2 separate regions of the Sus scrofa genome follow, and region 1 is linked to region 2. Evidence: chromatin contacts called from public HiChIP or PLAC-seq data. All regions are on one chromosome and are shown on one strand. The core of a region is the stretch at or near the end of the contact, and the rest is flanking DNA. Distances in the headings are between cores, read along the strand shown.

Evidence for each region. HiChIP or PLAC-seq counts read pairs in DNA pulled down with a chosen protein or histone mark.
Region 1: a contact with region 2 is called in an H3K27ac HiChIP or PLAC-seq map of skeletal muscle, with 5 times the contacts expected there. The contact joins the promoter of C14H10orf76 here to the promoter of NPM3 in region 2. A contact is called at or near these places in 2 of 2 datasets of contacts at active chromatin or transcription factors (alveolar macrophages and skeletal muscle).

The regions. Positions count from the first base shown.
Region 1 is chr14:113,071,664-113,074,519 of Sscrofa11.1, reverse strand. C14H10orf76 (UPF0668 protein C10orf76 homolog) reads left to right here and starts at 1,521. Exons shown (of 26, transcript XM_021072731.1): 1 at 1,521-1,755.
Region 2 is chr14:112,820,776-112,823,665 of Sscrofa11.1, reverse strand. It overlaps NPM3 (nucleoplasmin-3), which reads left to right and starts at 1,422. Exons shown (of 6, transcript XM_003359343.4): 1 at 1,422-2,450; 2 at 2,711-2,796. The coding sequence starts at 2,333. It overlaps MGEA5 (protein O-GlcNAcase), which reads left to right. Exons shown (of 16, transcript XM_003483548.4): 16 at 1-1,172.

The DNA of each region.
Region 1 (2,856 bases), core at 272-2,771, 250 kb before region 2:
ATCGTAACCACTGCCCACGAGGATCCTGTTTTTTTAATACTCAAAAATAGATTCAGTAGTCAAAAATATTTTAAAAAAAAAAAAAAAAAAAAAAAAAAAAAAAAAAAAATAGGAAATTCAGCTAAAAGCTTAAAATTCAGAACTAGGACCTCAAGATCTTCTTTTCTTTTGCCATTTCTGCTCCCGCATATTCCCAGCTAGGGTCCAATCGGAGCTGTAGCTGCCAGCCTACGCCAGAGCAACAGCAATGCGGGATCCGGGCCGCGTCTGCGACCTACACCACAGCTCACGGCAACGCCGGATCGTTAACCCACTGAGCAAGGCCAGGGACCGAACCTGCAACCTCATGGTTCCTAGTCAGATTCTTTAACCACTGCGCCACGACGGGAACTCTGACACATTTACTCTTTTTTAAAAAATATCCAGAGTTCCCAGAGCGGCTCAGCGGTTAACAAATCCCATGAGGTTGTGGGTTCGGTCACTGGCCTTGCTCAGTGGGTTAAGGATCTGGCGTTCCCATGACCTGTGGTGTAGGTCGCAGACTTGGCTCAGATTCCACGTTGCTGTGGCTCTGGTGTAGGCTGGCAGCTACAGCTCCGATTCGACCCCTAGCCTGGGAGCCTCCATATGGCGCTGGCATGGCCCTAAAAAGACAAGAAAATGAAAACAAAAAACCCCCAAACCAAACAAAACACACATTAGGCAAGCTGTTTAATCACTCAAAACCCTTTTTTTTTTCTTCTTATTGTGAAGTACCTACTTTATAAAGCCATTGTAAGGAGACATAACACACTCATACAGCCCTGTATATCTTTATTATTATTTTTTTGTCTTTTTAGGGGTGCACGCACAGCACATGGCAGTTCCTGGGGTCGAACTGGAGCTGCAGCTGCAGGTGGACACCACAGCCACACAGCTCACCGCATAGCCAGACTCTAACCAACAGACTAGGGGTCGAATCTGTATCATGTATTCTAGTGGGGTTCTTAACCCACTCAGCCACAACAGGAACTCTCGGGTATATCTTTTTCAATCTTTCATTTTGTATACGAGAAAATTGAAATTCGGAGACGAAAATTTGCCAAGTTGACCAAGCTTTACAAGGTGCTTTGCAGAAAGCAGGCACATAGTATATATATGTTGAATGAATGAGTTTGTTTTCATCGTTCACTTTCGGAGTTGCAATAAAGATATTGAAACATATATCTTTCCAAACTTTGTCACTGTTTCTAGAGTATATATTTATTCCGTAAGCGTAATTGCTAATTTCAAGTGCCATATTTTTTAAAAAGTGCTAATTCAACTTTTTTAGGGTAGTTATTCATTTATTTATTATTATTACTTAGCAACACTTTCTATTTTTAATTCAATTTTTATTTTATGTTGGATTATAGTTGATTTATTTTATGTTGGATTATAGTTGATTTACAATGTTGCGTTACTGCTAATTCTACTTGCAGCCAGCGGACCCTTGATAATGTTTCTTTGCTAATTCCTTACTCGCGGTGCATTTCGGGAGTCGTAGTCTTTGTGATGCTTGCTGGGAGTCGTGGTTCCAGCCAGCCTCAGGCCGCAGGCGCGGGCGTACCTGTCATGCGTCAGGCTTTAGGACCCGGTGGCGCACAGCGGGCCGGGGGAAGGGTTGGGGGAGGTCGGGAACGCGTCCGTGAGGCCGGAGCTGCGGCGGCGTCGGTGGCGTCGGGAGCGAGCGGGCCCGGGAGCGGCGCGGGTGGTGGAGGTGGAGCCAGGGGCTCGGTAAGCGGCGCGCGCTCGGGCCGGTCTCCGAACCTGGCCACCCTCTTTTGGTGCAGCCATACCAGGCCTTGGCCCTGAGGCTGCCCTGGGGGGGCGGGGCCTGTGCTCGCCTAAGGGACGACGGGGGTGACGGGGGGAGAGGGAGGGAGGACAGCTGCTGAGGCGGGCCGAGGCTGCGTGCGGCTAGGAGGCTGGGCCCAGGGCGACGGAGCGGAAAGAGAAGCGACTAGCTCTTCCAGTGGCCGGTCCCTTTAACTCTCCAGTGCCAGTCATGTCCCTCCCGCTGTGGGTCCCTGCTGGGCCCGCCTGGCAGCCGAAGCGCTGACCTTTGACCCCAGTCCGAGGCTGACCCCGACTCCTTAGGCTACCTTGGAGAGCCCTCCACCAGCTAGTTCCCACCCCAGGGTGGCCTTCAGCCCAGACGGGTCCAGGGGTGAGACTTGGAGCAAGACCTCGAAGAAGATCTGCCCCAAGTCTTCAGGTGTCCCGGAAGGGCCCCATCCTGTCCTTTTTACAGTCTCGACCACCGGCTTCAGCCCACCTTTTATACCCAATCACTGAAGCTACTGTGTTTTCAGTGGGTTATTTGGTGTGAGCCTAGGAAACGAACCTCTTCCTAGGCAGGTGTAGGAAAGAAACAGGAGAAAAAAACTATCAGAAGCTGAGGAGTGCTGCCTCTCATGGGGAAGCAGAAACTTGGGAAGGCCCAAGTAAATGTGGATATCTGACCCTTCTCAGTTCTTCCTTTCCAGAAAAAGTTTTGAGCCTAGTGAGAGCTGTTTCTTTGTATTCTGTCTGCTCACTGACTTTGTAAACCAGGGCAAATAGGATTTGTGTTCCTGCTATTAGCACAGTTAACTGAAATTGTTTTGCCTTCAGTTGGTCTTGTGTGCACAGTACTTCCTATGTGAAGGCTTTCCTAGATATTATATCCGCTAGAGAAAGGCGGATCCATCTTGTTAGGATTGTGAAGGGAAGCTCTCATTCTTTCCTTAGTGAATAGGGTAGCCTCTAAGGTATTTATTTTCATTGGGTGTTTATGCATTATAATTCATTTGCTTGTTCAGCATTTGAATAATAATGATGCTGCTGATGAAAAAC
Region 2 (2,890 bases), core at 173-2,672:
ATGACCACTTTGGGTACGAGAGCCTAACTTCATAGGACTCAATCTGTTGCAAAGTGCAGTAACTTCTGGAAATTAACCTCGATGAAGATCAGCATGTGAAATGTTAATTTTGACATCTGGCAAGAAGGGTTCAGGGACTAATTGATCCCATTTGCCCTCGGATCAGTTGTCCTTTAATTTCAAGACTATTCCTACTGGTTTTATTAAATCAGTCTTTAGTTTTTGCATGTTTGTATCTAATTTTTAAAAGAATGAGCACACTTTAACCAATGACTTATGGTTACCTTTTGTCTTTCCTTTAAACGGGTTCTGAAAGCTTCAAGTATTCTAATTTAGATTTGGTGTTTTTAAGGGTTCTGAGCATGAGGCTAGCAGGTAATCTCTGCAGGATTTTTTTTTTTTTTTTTATGATGGCTGGCTGGCTTCTCCATTGGTTCATAACTATTTTGTTACATTGCTTTCCTGCAGTTTTGTATCAGCTGTTTTAACTTTGAGCTGAGAGGGGAAGGTCAAGGGGGAAGGAAACTTAAAACATTTTCCTTCATAGGTTCCCATCAGTATGGACTTTGGAAAGAGAGTTTTTAAAAAGCATTGTATTTAGTGCTGCCTAGTAACTTTCAACCAAAGCCTGTGAGTGCACTGAGTGGGTGAGATGAAGGAAGGAGGCCTCTTCATATACAGGGTTAGAAAACCTTCAACTGATAGGAGGATATAGGTATGCTATGTTGGACAACTGGAACCAAGTTTGTAGTTTTCAGGGCTGGGATGAAGGGAAGATATCTACAAGATACTGTTTTAAATGGCTTAATGTCATTTGATTTTCTCTTTAAGTACATTTTGTACACTAGTGGACAATTCTAGCATTTTATCTGGAGGGTTCCACAGTCATCCTATGGAATCAGGATTTTTCGCAAGTTTGCTTGTGGCTTTATCTTGGCTTTTAATAATCAGTTTGGCTGGTCTTCTGGTCACAGAGCTAATAACTATGAAACAGATGTCCAGGCCTCTAGGATTGTAAAGTGCTATGTTATCTTCTACGGTTATGAATATTTATTAAGGTTGGGATGACATTTCATTGATTGTTTAGATCACAGCTCAGTTTCTGTAGAAAACAAACTGTAAAACTATCTGAAGACCATGCAAGAGGCAAAATAAAACTTGAAGTGAATGTGTGTGATGGTGTCCTATGTAAACCTCCTTCCTGTTTTTGCCTCCTACCTTTTCTCCTGCCCTTGCATTCCTCACCTGCAAGCATGTATTCCTCTACATAGCTGTTCCAAGTTAAGAATTAGATCCTTCCTTTTCTTGTTTTTTTTTTGTTGTTTTTTGCTTTTTAGTGTCTCAGCCTCTCGACATATGGAAGTTCCCAGGCTAGGGATCAAATGCGAGCTATGGCTACCAGCCTAGGCCACAGCCACAGCAATGTGGGATCCGAGCCACGTCTGCAACCTACAACAGCTCAGGGCAACCCACTGAGTAAGGGCAAGGATTGAATCAGTCCAGATTTTCCTCAAGGCAAGGTAAAAGGAAAGTGGCCTACTACTTGGCCAAGCCACCTTCTTGCCAAAATTATAACCTGGGTGCGAATCAACACAGCTAGTTTGAGTTCTTGCCACCAAGCAGAGTAAGGAACACAAGTGCCTGATTGTTTGGTCAAAAGGTGAAAGCTGGAGGCAGAGCCCAAATTATGAGACAGGAGTCCAAGGCAGAAAGATGTTCTGGGACTAGCATGCCTTTGCCAGTCCCACGCTTGAGCTGCTAGCAAGCACCAGCAGGCAGCCAGCATTTGAAGTTCAGTGAAGACAGGCAATCACTATCAGATTGCCTTGCTTCTGGATAGTGAACTGCAAAATCAATTAGAGCAGGAACCATATCCAGGAGTGGATGGAGTGGCTTGAATAACACTAGGTCTTCTGTCAGGCTCCTCAGTTCCTTTGGAGGAAAGGCAAATCTGAGCACATTTGCTATTATAAGGAAAAGGCTGCACTATATCTCGCCTTTCCTAGGGGAACTGGAAAAATTTACATTTTACATACACCAACGAAAGCTCACCTTGGGTTGGGTTGTGGAACTAGAGAAAATGGAGGCAGGAGCCGCTCCCTGAGAGTCTTGGACGTGGAAGTGAGCAAGGACGTTAACACGAATCCCAAGTGCATGTTTTGCGATGTTACCATCTCCGTGCGGTCTCAATCAACAGGTCTGAGGCTCCTGAGCCAAACTGGGCAATGGCCCCCTGCCCAGAGTGCTTCTCCTTTAATAGGTGGGGCCGGAGCCGCCGCGAGGCTCGGGCTTTGTACGTGTCGGAGGCGGAGCCTCAGCCGGCACTAGCAGCATGGCCACCGGCGCCGCTGCTGCCTTGGGTTTCTTGAATCAGGAGAGCCGCTGCCGGGCCGGGGGTGCCGGCAGTCTGCGAGTCCCTACCCCGGTCACTATGGACAGTTTTTTCTTCGGTATTCAGAAAAGGAGGGGCTGGGGGTGTTACTGGGTCACAGGCAGGGCTGGGGAACAGAAATGCAGATGCGTGCGCGACGTGGGTGGGGACTCAGGGGGCCTCGCACGCGGCCGCTGGAGCGGAAGGGGAGGCCAGGCCCCTGTCCTCTTCGTGCAAGGGGGGGCTCCACGTGGACCTGAGAAGTGGGCCTGTGAATAGGTCAGTCCTGGGCTGCACGTGAGCCGCCGCCACATGCTCACTGTGCTATATCTCTTCCAGGCTGCGAGCTCTCCGGCCACAGTCGCTCTTTCACCTTCAAGGTAGAGGAAGAGGATGATGCAGATCACGTGCTGGCTTTGACCATGGTAAGGGGCGGGGAAGGCGTGGTGGTGAATAGGACCCGAGCAGGTCACCCGTGGGCCTCTACCCGCGCGTCTCTCCTCCTTGTCCCATTTATTG